4 separate regions of the Mus musculus genome follow, and regions 2, 3 and 4 are each linked to region 1. Evidence: chromatin contacts called from public Hi-C, HiChIP or PLAC-seq and promoter capture Hi-C data. All regions are on one chromosome and are shown on one strand. Each heading gives the region's core, a stretch centred on a gene start, on an enhancer-like site or on the middle of the called end of the contact. The rest is flanking DNA. Distances are from core to core; before and after follow the strand shown.

What was found. Promoter capture Hi-C pulls out the DNA fragments that hold promoters and counts their contacts. Hi-C and Micro-C count contacts between places; a contact is called where the count stands out from the background. HiChIP or PLAC-seq counts read pairs in DNA pulled down with a chosen protein or histone mark.
Region 2: an H3K27ac HiChIP or PLAC-seq map of SST interneurons shows a contact between it and region 1, with 4 times the contacts expected there. The contact joins the enhancer-like site here to the promoter of Oxr1 in region 1. A contact is called at or near these places in 7 of 39 promoter capture datasets (the 3T3-L1 cell line, 3T3-L1-derived adipocytes, Sertoli cells and 2 more), 9 of 484 Hi-C or Micro-C datasets (the AML12 cell line, the N1E-115 cell line, cerebral cortex and 3 more) and 3 of 115 datasets of contacts at active chromatin or transcription factors (SST interneurons and embryonic stem cells).
Region 3: a promoter capture Hi-C map of hippocampal neurons shows a contact between it and region 1, with 2.6 times the contacts expected there. The contact joins the enhancer-like site here to the promoter of Oxr1 in region 1. A contact is called at or near these places in 8 of 39 promoter capture datasets (3T3-L1-derived adipocytes, the HPC-7 cell line, cranial neural crest and 4 more), 6 of 484 Hi-C or Micro-C datasets (cortical neurons, embryonic fibroblasts, embryonic stem cells and 2 more), 14 of 115 datasets of contacts at active chromatin or transcription factors (SST interneurons, bone marrow-derived dendritic cells, bone marrow-derived macrophages and 5 more) and 5 of 9 other capture datasets (adipose tissue, embryonic stem cells, liver and 2 more).
Region 4: a Hi-C map of the N1E-115 cell line shows a contact between it and region 1, with 2.9 times the contacts expected there. The contact joins the enhancer-like site here to the promoter of Oxr1 in region 1. A contact is called at or near these places in 1 of 39 promoter capture datasets (macrophages), 1 of 484 Hi-C or Micro-C datasets (the N1E-115 cell line) and 1 of 115 datasets of contacts at active chromatin or transcription factors (pancreatic cancer cells).

What each region holds. Positions count from the first base shown.
Region 1 is chr15:41,446,089-41,448,876 of GRCm38.p6, reverse strand. It overlaps Oxr1 (oxidation resistance 1), which reads right to left and starts at 1,395. Exons shown (of 17, transcript NM_001130166.1): 1 at 1,288-1,395.
Region 2 is chr15:41,199,678-41,202,465 of GRCm38.p6, reverse strand. No RefSeq gene overlaps it. Among named protein-coding and RNA genes, the nearest start is that of Gm46502, 27 kb to the right of the region's middle. Within about 2 kb of position 1,410, at least 2 of the 459 cell types and tissues checked have an H3K27ac peak or open chromatin away from gene starts, as enhancers often do. A contact at or near this core is called in SST interneurons, where this site is marked.
Region 3 is chr15:41,676,393-41,679,180 of GRCm38.p6, reverse strand. All of the region lies in intron 3 of Oxr1 (oxidation resistance 1), which reads right to left. Among named protein-coding and RNA genes, the nearest start is that of Abra, 190 kb to the left of the region's middle. Within about 2 kb of position 1,445, at least 16 of the 459 cell types and tissues checked have an H3K27ac peak or open chromatin away from gene starts, as enhancers often do. A contact at or near this core is called in SST interneurons, cortical neurons and hippocampal neurons, where this site is marked.
Region 4 is chr15:41,285,600-41,288,387 of GRCm38.p6, reverse strand. The region is part of intron 3 of Gm33557 (a long non-coding RNA gene); the gene reads left to right. Among named protein-coding and RNA genes, the nearest start is that of Gm33557, 13 kb to the left of the region's middle. Within about 2 kb of position 1,372, at least 22 of the 459 cell types and tissues checked have an H3K27ac peak or open chromatin away from gene starts, as enhancers often do. A contact at or near this core is called in the N1E-115 cell line and pancreatic cancer cells, where this site is marked.

The DNA.
Region 1 (2,788 bases), core at 146-2,645:
AACCAGCAAAAGGAGGCAGAAGACATACTGGAAGCGGAAGCACGTTTCCCTTAATCCTGTCCTGGACCACGTCCAGAGTCCTGATCTCCCAGTCGTGGAGACAGACTGCACAGCTCGGAGGACCCCTGGCCTGCACCACGCACCTGCAAAGCGCATGCATGTACACCCCCTGCTGCGTGTTGCACGCTGCAGACTTCTACCTTACTAACCAGCCCAAAACACAAATTCCCCCTCCCCATAGGAGACTAGGGATCCCCTTGGCCTAGAACACACACCACTCCCCCTCTGTGTAACGCACAAACCCAGCCCCACATTGCTTAAAAGGAACCCGGATACACAATCCGGTAAGCGAAAGCACTGGTGGCTCCCCTTAAGTGACTACCTTCCTCCCTGCTTCATCTCTGTCCAGGATCCTAGGAGCCTCCAAACCAGATAGGAGATGGAAGAGGAACCTCAGAGAAGTACCTCTAAACCTCTACCATGGGACTTGACTCACGGAAGCCTCCAACCCTATGCACAGGTTTGCAACTCCCCTTCCTCCCTATCCTAGGCATGAATCTACCCCACTCCCTGCTCACATTCCCCCATATCCCTCATCACCTTTCCAGCCCTCCCTTCCAGGCCACTTTCTAAACCCGCTGGTTCTCACAACGTGTTGCCTCACACACTCCCTCCGGAGGCTTGAATTAAATCTGCCTCTTTCCATCATATCTACCTAAGCTTGTTCTGATTCCCCGAATTAACCAAGTTCACCCGCCCATCAGGCGCCCACTGACCCTTCCACTGGCGTCCTTTACTCTCCTACAAATCCGCTTTTCACACGCCCCACTTTCCATCTATCTCCCCTTCTGTCATCCTGGTTCAGGACACACCGCCCTTCTATTTTGCTCTCTGACCCTCTGTCAGTCCTAGGGACACCACTTTCCCTTTTTGGCTGTTCCCAGGCAGGTCCCTGCTCTCCAAACCTTCCCTTCCCCATCGGGCACTAGCCGGCTCCTGGCCTGCCGGGTCCGCTCCCTCATCCGCGGTCCTTCTTCCTTCCAGAGTGACCCACACCTGAACCCTGAGCCAGTCCTACCCTCCGGGGTCTGCTCATTATAGCTTTTGCTAGAGCATCCTTGTAAGCAGGAGCTCTCTACCTGCCCAGCGGTTGGGAGAAGCGCGGGACTCCGGAGGCAGAAGGCTGCCCGCTCTCCGGGTGTCCAGGCGCTCTTCCCGCTCGCCATCCCCAGCTCCCCCAGCGCCTAGCCCTCGCCCCGGCGGCGCCCAGCAGCCGCACAAACTTACTTGCGGGTCGGCGGGAGGGGGCTGCGGCGAGCGGTGCGAGCCCCGTAGCGGCGAGTGCGCCCCTCTCGGTGGGGCCGGGCGGCGCTGGCACTGCGCTCCCGCGGCCGCGCGCGGACTGCGCTCAGCCTGACGCAGCCCAGCTCTGCCCCCACCGCCGTCGCCGCCGCCGGGGCCGCGGAGCGCTTGCAGACTTGCTCAGTTTCCGGACCTGCCCGCGTGGAAGCTACCAAGAGCCATCCGCGGCGGGGGAGGCGGCGCCGAGCTGCAGAGCGACGGCCACGAGCTGGAGGCGACCACGCCGGCGGCTCCGGGAAAAGGGGGGGCGAAGCCCTGCTAAAAATAGCTCCTGCGGAAGGAAGCTACCGGCTGCCAGCGCACCCCCTTTCCGCGCGTCCCCGCAGCGAACTCTCGGGCTCCGGGAGCTGGCGTCCTCCTGGACCCCTGCCCTGGGAAACCGTGCCCCAAGAACAGACACCTGCCAGGGTAGCCAGAGCAGAGTCCCAACTCCAGGCTGCGGGGTATGGCACCCCTTCCCGTCCCCGGTCCCCAGAGCTGCCCAGCAGCCCTAGCCTCAGGGCCTTAGACAGAGACATCGAGAAGATACTGGTCTGAAATTATGGGAAAGCTCCTCTGCTACTGACTTACCAAGAGGAAGAAAAAAGTTTTCAGGGTTATTCTGGTGGAATTGGAACGAGAAATCAAGGAAGGCGGGCAAAATACAAAGATCTGGCCAAAGGGTGAAGGTATGGGGCTGTGGGTTGAAAGGGGCTCTGGAAAGATCTCCTTAAATACAAGAGTAGGCTGGGCTTCTCCCCGACTTCTATTTCCGCAGGATTTTACATAATTAGTTGACACTCAGCCTGACCTTGGAGGCACTGTTCCTGTTGCCTGAACTGTAATTTACTTTCCCTGCCTGCTGCCTTCTACTTCCACCGCTCCCACCTTTCCAACTCTGCCTGGGAAATTATGAGAGAGGAGTAGGGGTAGGGGCCAAAGTACAACTAGGTAGACTGGACCTCGGCCCTTTCTTGAAGGAAGTCGGTCCCTTTGCCAAGATGAGACTGCATCAATCCGACCAGCAAATCAGCCCAAAGGCCTCTCAAAACCTGGTAGTGAGTGGGTTCTCACTATTAATCTCCAGGATACCCCACCTCAATTGCTGACAACTAGTGTTATCTCTTCTCTCCTTTGAAAGTGAAACGTCCATCAGTCTGTAAAACGAAAGCCAAGAGGAAAGGGGAGGAGGAAATATTTATACTGAAAAGGAAAAGAAATGAATTTGAGAAAAGCATAGTGATGTACATGCATTTCGTAATGAAACCCATTATTTTTTACCCTGAAAAAATCAATAAAGATTTCAATTATAAGAATGAGATGTTCACATATTTCCTGGGTCAAGTTATAGTTTTAGCTTTTTCTCTGGAAGTCACCAAATTAGATTCATCAGTTAAGAATTCATTGCTTTTATTTGACAGAAGAGGACGTTGAAGCCTGGAGACAA
Region 2 (2,788 bases), core at 161-2,660, 250 kb after region 1:
TCCTTTCAAGTTAAAAGGATATGTTTAACTAACAGACACATCAACCACAGTCATTAAAGAGAGACATGTTCTGAACTCATACCCAAGCATTGATCATGGGGAAAACTGTCATGAATAAAGACTAAGTACTAGATCATCTTTGAGAATATACTATGTTCTGGTGTCTAAGATAATCTTGTATAGTACCATGACATATCTAAGATATTACCTATATCTGTATCTCTGGGTTTTAAAATATCAGTTACCTAAGAATTTAACAATTATTAATCTTATTTAGGGATGAAGTGAGTGAGACATAAATATGTTTGCTCTATGCCAGATAACTAATGTCAGTCAGCGAGTATAATTTGTCTGGTATCAAAGCTTAATCATTACCCAGTCTTACAGACCGAGACAACATTTAAGGGCCATACAAATGATGTTTCAGCAACATAAAAGCCCTGCCATTATTACCACACGTACACATCTCTCATATTCAGTCTTTTGTCCCCTTTCTCTGGACTTGGCGGAATGATTCAACCCAGCTTTGCTACATTTGAAACTCCAACCAGATTACCTCATTCTTGCAAACTCTAGTCCACTTTAGTGTTGTCTGCTTCACTACAAACATGCACTCTCTGTCCCTATATACACATCTACTACAACATTCACTGTAAGTCACTACAGCTATATTTTTACATTTTAGTCTCCTTCATTAGAGCATGAGCAATACACTAAACACTGTCGATCAATAATGTACCCTTACTCTTGGCTGAGGTGTATAGCCCACACTTAGTAAGGAGGAATTGAAGTGAAATCCAGCCAGGCAATTAGTCAGATTTCTCTGCACTCCACATTTAAGGTAGATTACATTAAGTAATTAAAAAGATGAATAGAAATCAAGACTAAAAATTTGACCAACCAATATGAACTTTAGGAGGGTATAATAACAATAACACTGCGACTTCATTTTAATCAAGAGAGGTTCCAAGAATAAATTTGTAGAATTTGACTGATGAATTAACTGCATACTATTGCACTATAATAATTCTGTGTGTGTGTGTGTGTGTGTGTGTGTGTGTAACTATTATAATGTAGTCAAGATCCAGGAGAACAGAAAAACTATTTTTGTATGATTACATGAGAAATCTGTTATACTTACCTATTTGAGAATTTCACTTATGAGATTAGGTAATTTTTAATAGCATAGCGTCATAATGGACATATTAAGGTAGCTCAATCTGAATCTTGTTTTTATATAACTAAGGAGCAACATTTTCTGTAACTGAAGCTAGCTGAAATGATTTCTATTTTTAAACTTAATTTACTTGCAGTCAAAGCAATTTAGCTTCATGTACGTAGGACTTACAGCATGCTTACTGGCAGCTCCTTAGAGGAGCTGGATATGCCGGTTAGCTGTTTGTCAACGTGGCACCATCTAGAGTCATCTGATGGCAGAACCTCAACCGAAAAAGTCCTTCCATTATATTGGCCTGGAGACAAGCCTGCAAGACACGGTTGTGGTTAACAACTGATGTGGGACTAGGAAGCCAGGAGAAGCAAGCCAGGAAGCAGTGTTCACTGACAGCCTCTGCTTCAGTTCCTGCCTCGAGTTCCTGCTCTGATTTTTCTTTAAGGACGGGTGGTGATACTGGTGATATGGAAGTGGAAGGAGAAATACATCCTTTACTCTCTAAGTTGCTTTTGGCCATGGTGTTTTACTATGGAAATAGAAATCTAACTAAGCACCAGATAAGATCACTAGCAACATAACCTATATTTCATGTGCTACAATACTAAAATACATCCACATAGACATCTCCAGTCCTTTTACAATATAATTAAAGAAACTAATTTAGAATACAAAAGATAAATATATCTCCTAGTTGAGTTATTAACAGGAAAAATATGAAAACTGTTGGATTTAAATGTCAATGATACTCAAAGGTTTCCTTCTTCTGTTTTGAGATCTGAAATGTAAATTTTGTTTCATAGTGGAATTTTTTTAAAAAATATCCTCTTAACCTTGAATTTATGAAATTAGTTTAAGTTTACAACTGCACTACTACATCCAAAAATTCATAGTGGATAACATCTATGTATTTTTAAATGATAATTGAGAATGTGCTTTTGTTAAATAAAATATTCCCACCTGTTCAACTAGCAGACTATTTTTCATGCACAAGAAGCAGAGTTTGGTTCAAGTAGGAGTGTTAAAATAATGGGCCCTGCTTAACAGGAAATTATGTACTCCTGAAGAGAGCACAGATCGGATCAGAGCCCGTGAGGGCACAAGAGCTAAGATTACAAGTTACATGAGTTGAATTTCTTCACCTAAATATAGCAATCATGAGTCTAAGAGATAAAAAGTCATAGAGTTGAATATTGTACCTTTGTGCAAATATGATGCACAATTAATCATTTTATGTACAATTAATTATTTTATGTATACTAATTGATTTATACAAAGTGTATAACTAGACATCGTCTATTACATCATCTATTAGCACCCCTAGTTCAATATTATTACTCCTCAGGTTATATTTTCTGAGAACTCTAATTGACAGAACATCCTCAGCATCCCTAGAATTTATATAGTTAGGTTCTTTTTATTTAACACCTTCTTCTCTCATGACATTTAATGCGGCTACACATGAGTCTAACACAGTGGCTGTGTCACGCCTGCATTTCTGTTATAAACACTTTATATTACAGATGAGAACTGTTTCATAACGATTTCAGTGAACCAGTAATAATTCCATAGTGCTAGACTTATCCGTTGACAAAAGAGAACTGTGATCGTCTGGAT
Region 3 (2,788 bases), core at 196-2,695, 230 kb before region 1:
CATATATAAAATTCTCAAGAAATTAATAAAGATACTTTATTTTTAAAAACAAAAATCTGATTCATACCATTTCATGCACATAAGAGCCCTAATACTGAAACAGGAACATATAGAAAGAAGTGTTGGCAAGGGCATGCAAATTTGGAATTCTGGCGTATCACTACTGGTATATACAATGTATATATACAGTAGTCTATACAGTGGTACAGTGAGAAGTATGGTGGCTCTTCAAAACCTTAAGGCATCACCAAGAAAACTGAAAGGTGACACAGTTATTTTCTTAACTGTATTATACTGATAACAGCATTCTTTAAATAGCCTGAAGGAAGAAGCAGTCAAATTGTCCATCAAGAGATTAGTACAAATTCAGTATGCTATAGGGTATTGGTCATCAATCTTTCTAATTCTGTGGCCCTTTAATATAGTTTCTTATGTTGTGGTGAACCCCAAACATAAAATTATTTTTTGTGGCTGTTCCATATCTGTAATTTTGCTACTGTTATTAACTGTGATATAAATATCTGTGGTTCCTGATGTTCTTAGGTGACTCCCTGTGAAGGAATTGTTCAACCCCAAAGAGGTTATAAACCACAGGTTAAGAGCTACTGCTATGTGGCTATGGTATTGAAATTTAGAAGGAAGGCTCTTCCAGGCTAGTGAACTGCTCAGTGGGAATAGACACTTGCTGCTAAGCATGACCTGAGTTTGGTCCCTGAAACTCGCATGGTGGGCAAGAACTGACTCCTGTAAGTCACCATCTGACCCCAACACATGCTTCAAGGCACACATGCATGTATGTACAGATACACACACACACACACACACACACACACATGCACACTAAATAAATAAATAAATAAATAAATAAATTCAATAAAATAATTTTAAAAAGAAATTATTATCTCTATGGAAGTGTCCAATAAAAACAGGTCTACTGCATTTTTTAAAGAAAATATTTCATTCATAATTTTATATAGAAATGGTTGGATTAATATCAGTTTGGATATCGTGCACTAAACAAAGTGGGTTGTTAACTAAAAGTCCTTAGACAGACTTGCTCCTGTGGTAAATTTTAAAGTTACACTTCTTTTCTTTATATTTATATAGAGACATGAAGAAAAACACATTTGCAGGGCTGTATGTCAATCAAATGTAATCCGACATCCTAAGGTAAACAGCGTCTCTTTTGCTCAGTGACTTCTCACTGGTAGTAGGTCCACAAGTTTAATTGATTCCAATAGGAACAATTCAGATACACCTAAAGGAACATTTGAATAACTAGTGTTATTCTTTGATGTTCTAAAACTTACACTAATGGAAAATCTTGAAACATTCTTGCCTGCTTCCCCCCTTTACCAGGATGATGCTTGTTAACAGAATGCTCATAAAGGCAAAGGACTGCGGAAGGCTGGGCACACGCATGCGCGGTTGCTAGGGAACTTGCTTTCCATTTGTGTGCTGCGCAGATCTCTTTCTCCTTGGATTCGTGTTTTGTTAAGACTATCATCCTGTGAATCATTCAGAAGAAGATTTTCTTCTTTGCCCCAGTTACGAAGCAGGATAAGAATGAACGTGCAAATATTTAGAATGTTAATTCTGTCAACATTGCTTAAGCCAGTGCCAATGAGATTATCTACAATAACACATACAACTATCCAGCGTGCTCTCTCAAGCATGGCACAGTGCAGGCTTCACTGAATGTATACAAAATGACCTAGAGGTTTTAGAGGCACCAACTCCATATTTTTTCTAAATTCTCCTGTAAGTAAAGCTTGCCTTTAGATTCCACCATGGAAAGGTACTCGAAAGGCCTTTGAAAGCAGACCACGGGAAACCACTGCTTTCCTCCTTTAATGATAAAGGCCTAACGGGCGCAGAGATCAGACCTTTGCAGGGCTCCCTGAAATCGGTACCAATTTTCCTCATCAGTGCCATGGAGGCCTAGAACCCCTGCCAGGAGCTCCTACTTATTCTGGCACTTCCTGGTCTTTGAAAAGCAGCATCAGTTTTCCCTACCCTCCATCACCAGCCCTTTTATAGCTCTGCAGGCATATAACTACTTGTCTGAAGTTTCTTCTTGCTTAAATTCTTAAAGTTACATTTTGCTTTCTTAAGGGAGTCATGGTCAAGGTAGAATCAACTCACCATTAAACACCCACCGGGAGGCAGTCACTTACTGCCATTAAAAGCTAGTTCCATGGTCTAAAAATGACAGTAGCTGTTCATTATGCTTTAAACATATAATCTCTACAGAATCCTTTCCTTTTCTTGGGTATGTGGCTATTTGTAGTTTAATATTAATGCGGTCTCCCAGACCAGTTTGCACTAGAGGGTCCGCACTACAAGTAGCTTCTGGGAACCCGACCCAAGTTGATTCTGATCGGTAAATAAAGATAGCAGCAGCCAATAGCTGGGGAGGACAGACAGAGGCTGGAGTTTAGGATTTCCTGGACTTAGGATCAGGAGGAGAGGAAGAAGGAGATCCACCATGCTTTGGGAGATTGTAGAAAGAGGAGAGACTCAGCGGCTACCATGGGGTAGAGAAGCAAGGTGGGCACCCTGGGCTCTGAGCCGAGAAAGCATGGCCCAGAGGGGTCCAGAGCGACCAAGATGGAACATAGAAACTAGTGAGTATTAACTCAAAATTATCGGCAGGAGCAAGATTCTAGCAGCATAGAGCCTAGGTAATCAACCAGCTGTTGTGCTGCTTAAGGTATATTAAAATGTAAAGACTGTGTTTTTTATTCGGGAACATCAACCATTGAGGCAGGAAGCAACTCCATGCCAA
Region 4 (2,788 bases), core at 123-2,622, 160 kb after region 1:
AATCGATTACTTCAAGTGTTTGTGCTGTAGATAAATGTGATTTCTTCTGGAGACTCTGAAGAACTGTGCTTAATTATTCATCCTGAAATTTAATTTCAGGGTTTATAATCATCTAACTGTTTAAGATGGAATTTGTCACTGAAACATTTTGAGAGGGTATACGGAATTACTTAACATCTACTCACCTCACTTCAAGTTTGGTTTAAAATTGGATGTGTTTCATAATTTTGCAGTAGCAATCACACAAGGGCATATACTCTAACCTCCTACATGTTTTCTGCTAATTTGGTTGATTTAGGTCAATTTGTATCATTAGTTAGAAAGGATATTACAGAATGAGGGAGACAGATATAAGGTTTTTCTTTCCTCCCAAAGGTCCACCACCATAGAAACATAATTAACTTCCTCTCAACCATTCCCCAAGAAGCTGAGAAAAGTATTTGCTGTCAAATTAAGCCAAAGTCATGAGTATAGGAAGACATTAACTGCTTTTTTTAAATATAAAGAAAAAACTGTTTCTTTTTAATCTTAGTCTTTAAAGAGGCAAATAGTTGTGTGGTAGTTTGAGTGAGAATGGCCCTTCTAGACTCACATATTGAAATGCTTGGTCCCTAATTGGTGGTGGTGGTGGGGGGGGCTTTTTGAGATGGATCAGGAGGTGTGGCCATATTGGAGGCAGTGTGACCTTGTTGAGGAGGTATGTCATTAGTGGTGGGCTTTGAGGTTTAGAAAACCCAGGCCTCGGGGTTGGGGATTTAGCTCAGTGGTAGAGCACTTGCCCAGCAAGCACAAGGCCTTGGGTTCAGTCCTCAGCTCTGAAAAATAAAAAAGACAAAAATAACAAAAAGACCAAAAAACAAGGTAACTGAAAACCCACACCATTGATGTAACTGAGAGTGGTGGTTGCTGTCTAAACCAGTTACTCCCAGGCTCTTAGAGAAGTGGCACACAGATTATAAGGCACTAAGGAATCTTTACTTAAAAGCAAAATGATAGAATGGGTCAGAAATAACTTGCAGGTGAGCAGAGAAGTACTGAGTGTGAAAGGAATCCTGAGGTCTAGTTATTGCTTGAAATTTCCTTTCATGGAGTTCAGGAGAATGGGAGGTTTGGTTGGAAGGAGACATAGAGAGGGTGACTGTCTGTTTAGATTGATAAGCTTGCATTATTTAAGTTTATCTGTACTGCCCATGTCCTTTCCTAAAAACGCTTCTGATGTTAATTATATGTATATCTGATTATGCATAAGATAGTAAATATAGTTCCCCAAAAGTCAAAAAGTTCAAACAGATGACAAAAGTTGTCTTGCTGCTCATACTCACCAAATCAGCCCAGGCTGGACTGACTCATCGTCCTGGAATGTGTTTCCAGATGGGTGTGAACAGGAAAAGGGTATGGGTGTGAATGGGAAAAGGGTAACTGTTGGTTCGCCAGGGGAAGGAATCCATGCCACTGTTTGAAGTTGGTATACGTACAGCATCATGGAAGTGGGAGTCTAAGATTGCTAGGTGCATTGTTAGAGAGTGGTGCGTGCAGAGCCCAAGCAAAGTAGAATCCTAGGCCACTAGGCCCTTCCTTATGCTTTCCATCTCAGGAATGCCCTAGACATAGAAAACTGAGCAGAAATCCATCCCATGGAATTTAAAAGGAAAGGAAGTTTGTGACATTGAACAGAGTCCTCTTATACAGCCACTGGTGCATACACAAATGGCAGGTTCTCTGGGAGTCATGGGATGGGGTGTACTGTGTGAGGGTTGTCTTTGTATTATCCAATTATTAATTTGCTAGCTAAGTACTAAATTGTTAATTCTGGGCTGAGTACTGGCAGACTTTGCTATTGTTTACTTATGACTCTGCACCTGCACCATATCCTGTAAACATTCTTCATCCCTCAGCCTCTGATTGGTTTAATAGAGATATAAACAGCCAATAGCTGGGCAGGAAAGGGAAAGTGGGACTTCTGGTCTGAGAGAGGATCTCTGAGAGAAGAATGAGGCAGGAGAAAATTTGTCAGCAGGACAAGAGGTCAGATGTACCTGGAGTGAGAGAGGTACCGGACCATGTAGTGGGATGGGGACTAGAATAGTGGTGTTAATTAAGTTAGAGAACCTAGCTGGGAGGCAGCCTAAGCTAAGGCATAAGCTATCATAAAATTAGTAAGTCTCTGTGTGTCATTTTTCACCTGCTGGCTGGTCCAAAAAATTCTGGCAAGTCTTTTTTAAACTTGACTGTCGTCTATTGGCCAGCTACATAGTTTAGGAAGACCACCTAAACAGAAGAGATACAGTGATATTCATTATCTGATAGATGGTAGTTCAGTGGATGACATAGTTTTGTTATTTAACAGAAACCATAAGCATTTTGCCCCATTGGATATTCTCTAATCCATTTTCTCCACAGCAGTGGGACTGAGCTCAAAAAACAGATCGATTTACATTTTAATTTAAATACAGTCCACATTTATTTCCTGTGCTGAGGATCTCTGCATGGTCCAGAATCCTGCCTAGCTCTGTGACAGGCCACATGCTGTTCTGTCTTGCTTTTACTGGCATCTGGGCTTTGCTTTGAGAAGAACCAGTTATTCATCCCATCTTTAGCCTTTCCAAACAGTACTGAGAAAGCTTTAAAAGTTCCTATGCTTCCTCATCATGCAGATGACTCCTCTTCCGGCCTCCCAGGCAGCTTATCTGACGTGTTTGACTTATATCATCTAATGTTAAGCAATTAGACTTTTTGTGACATTTAGTCATTATACATGTACTGTGTTTCTTTGTGGAAAAAGAGTAAA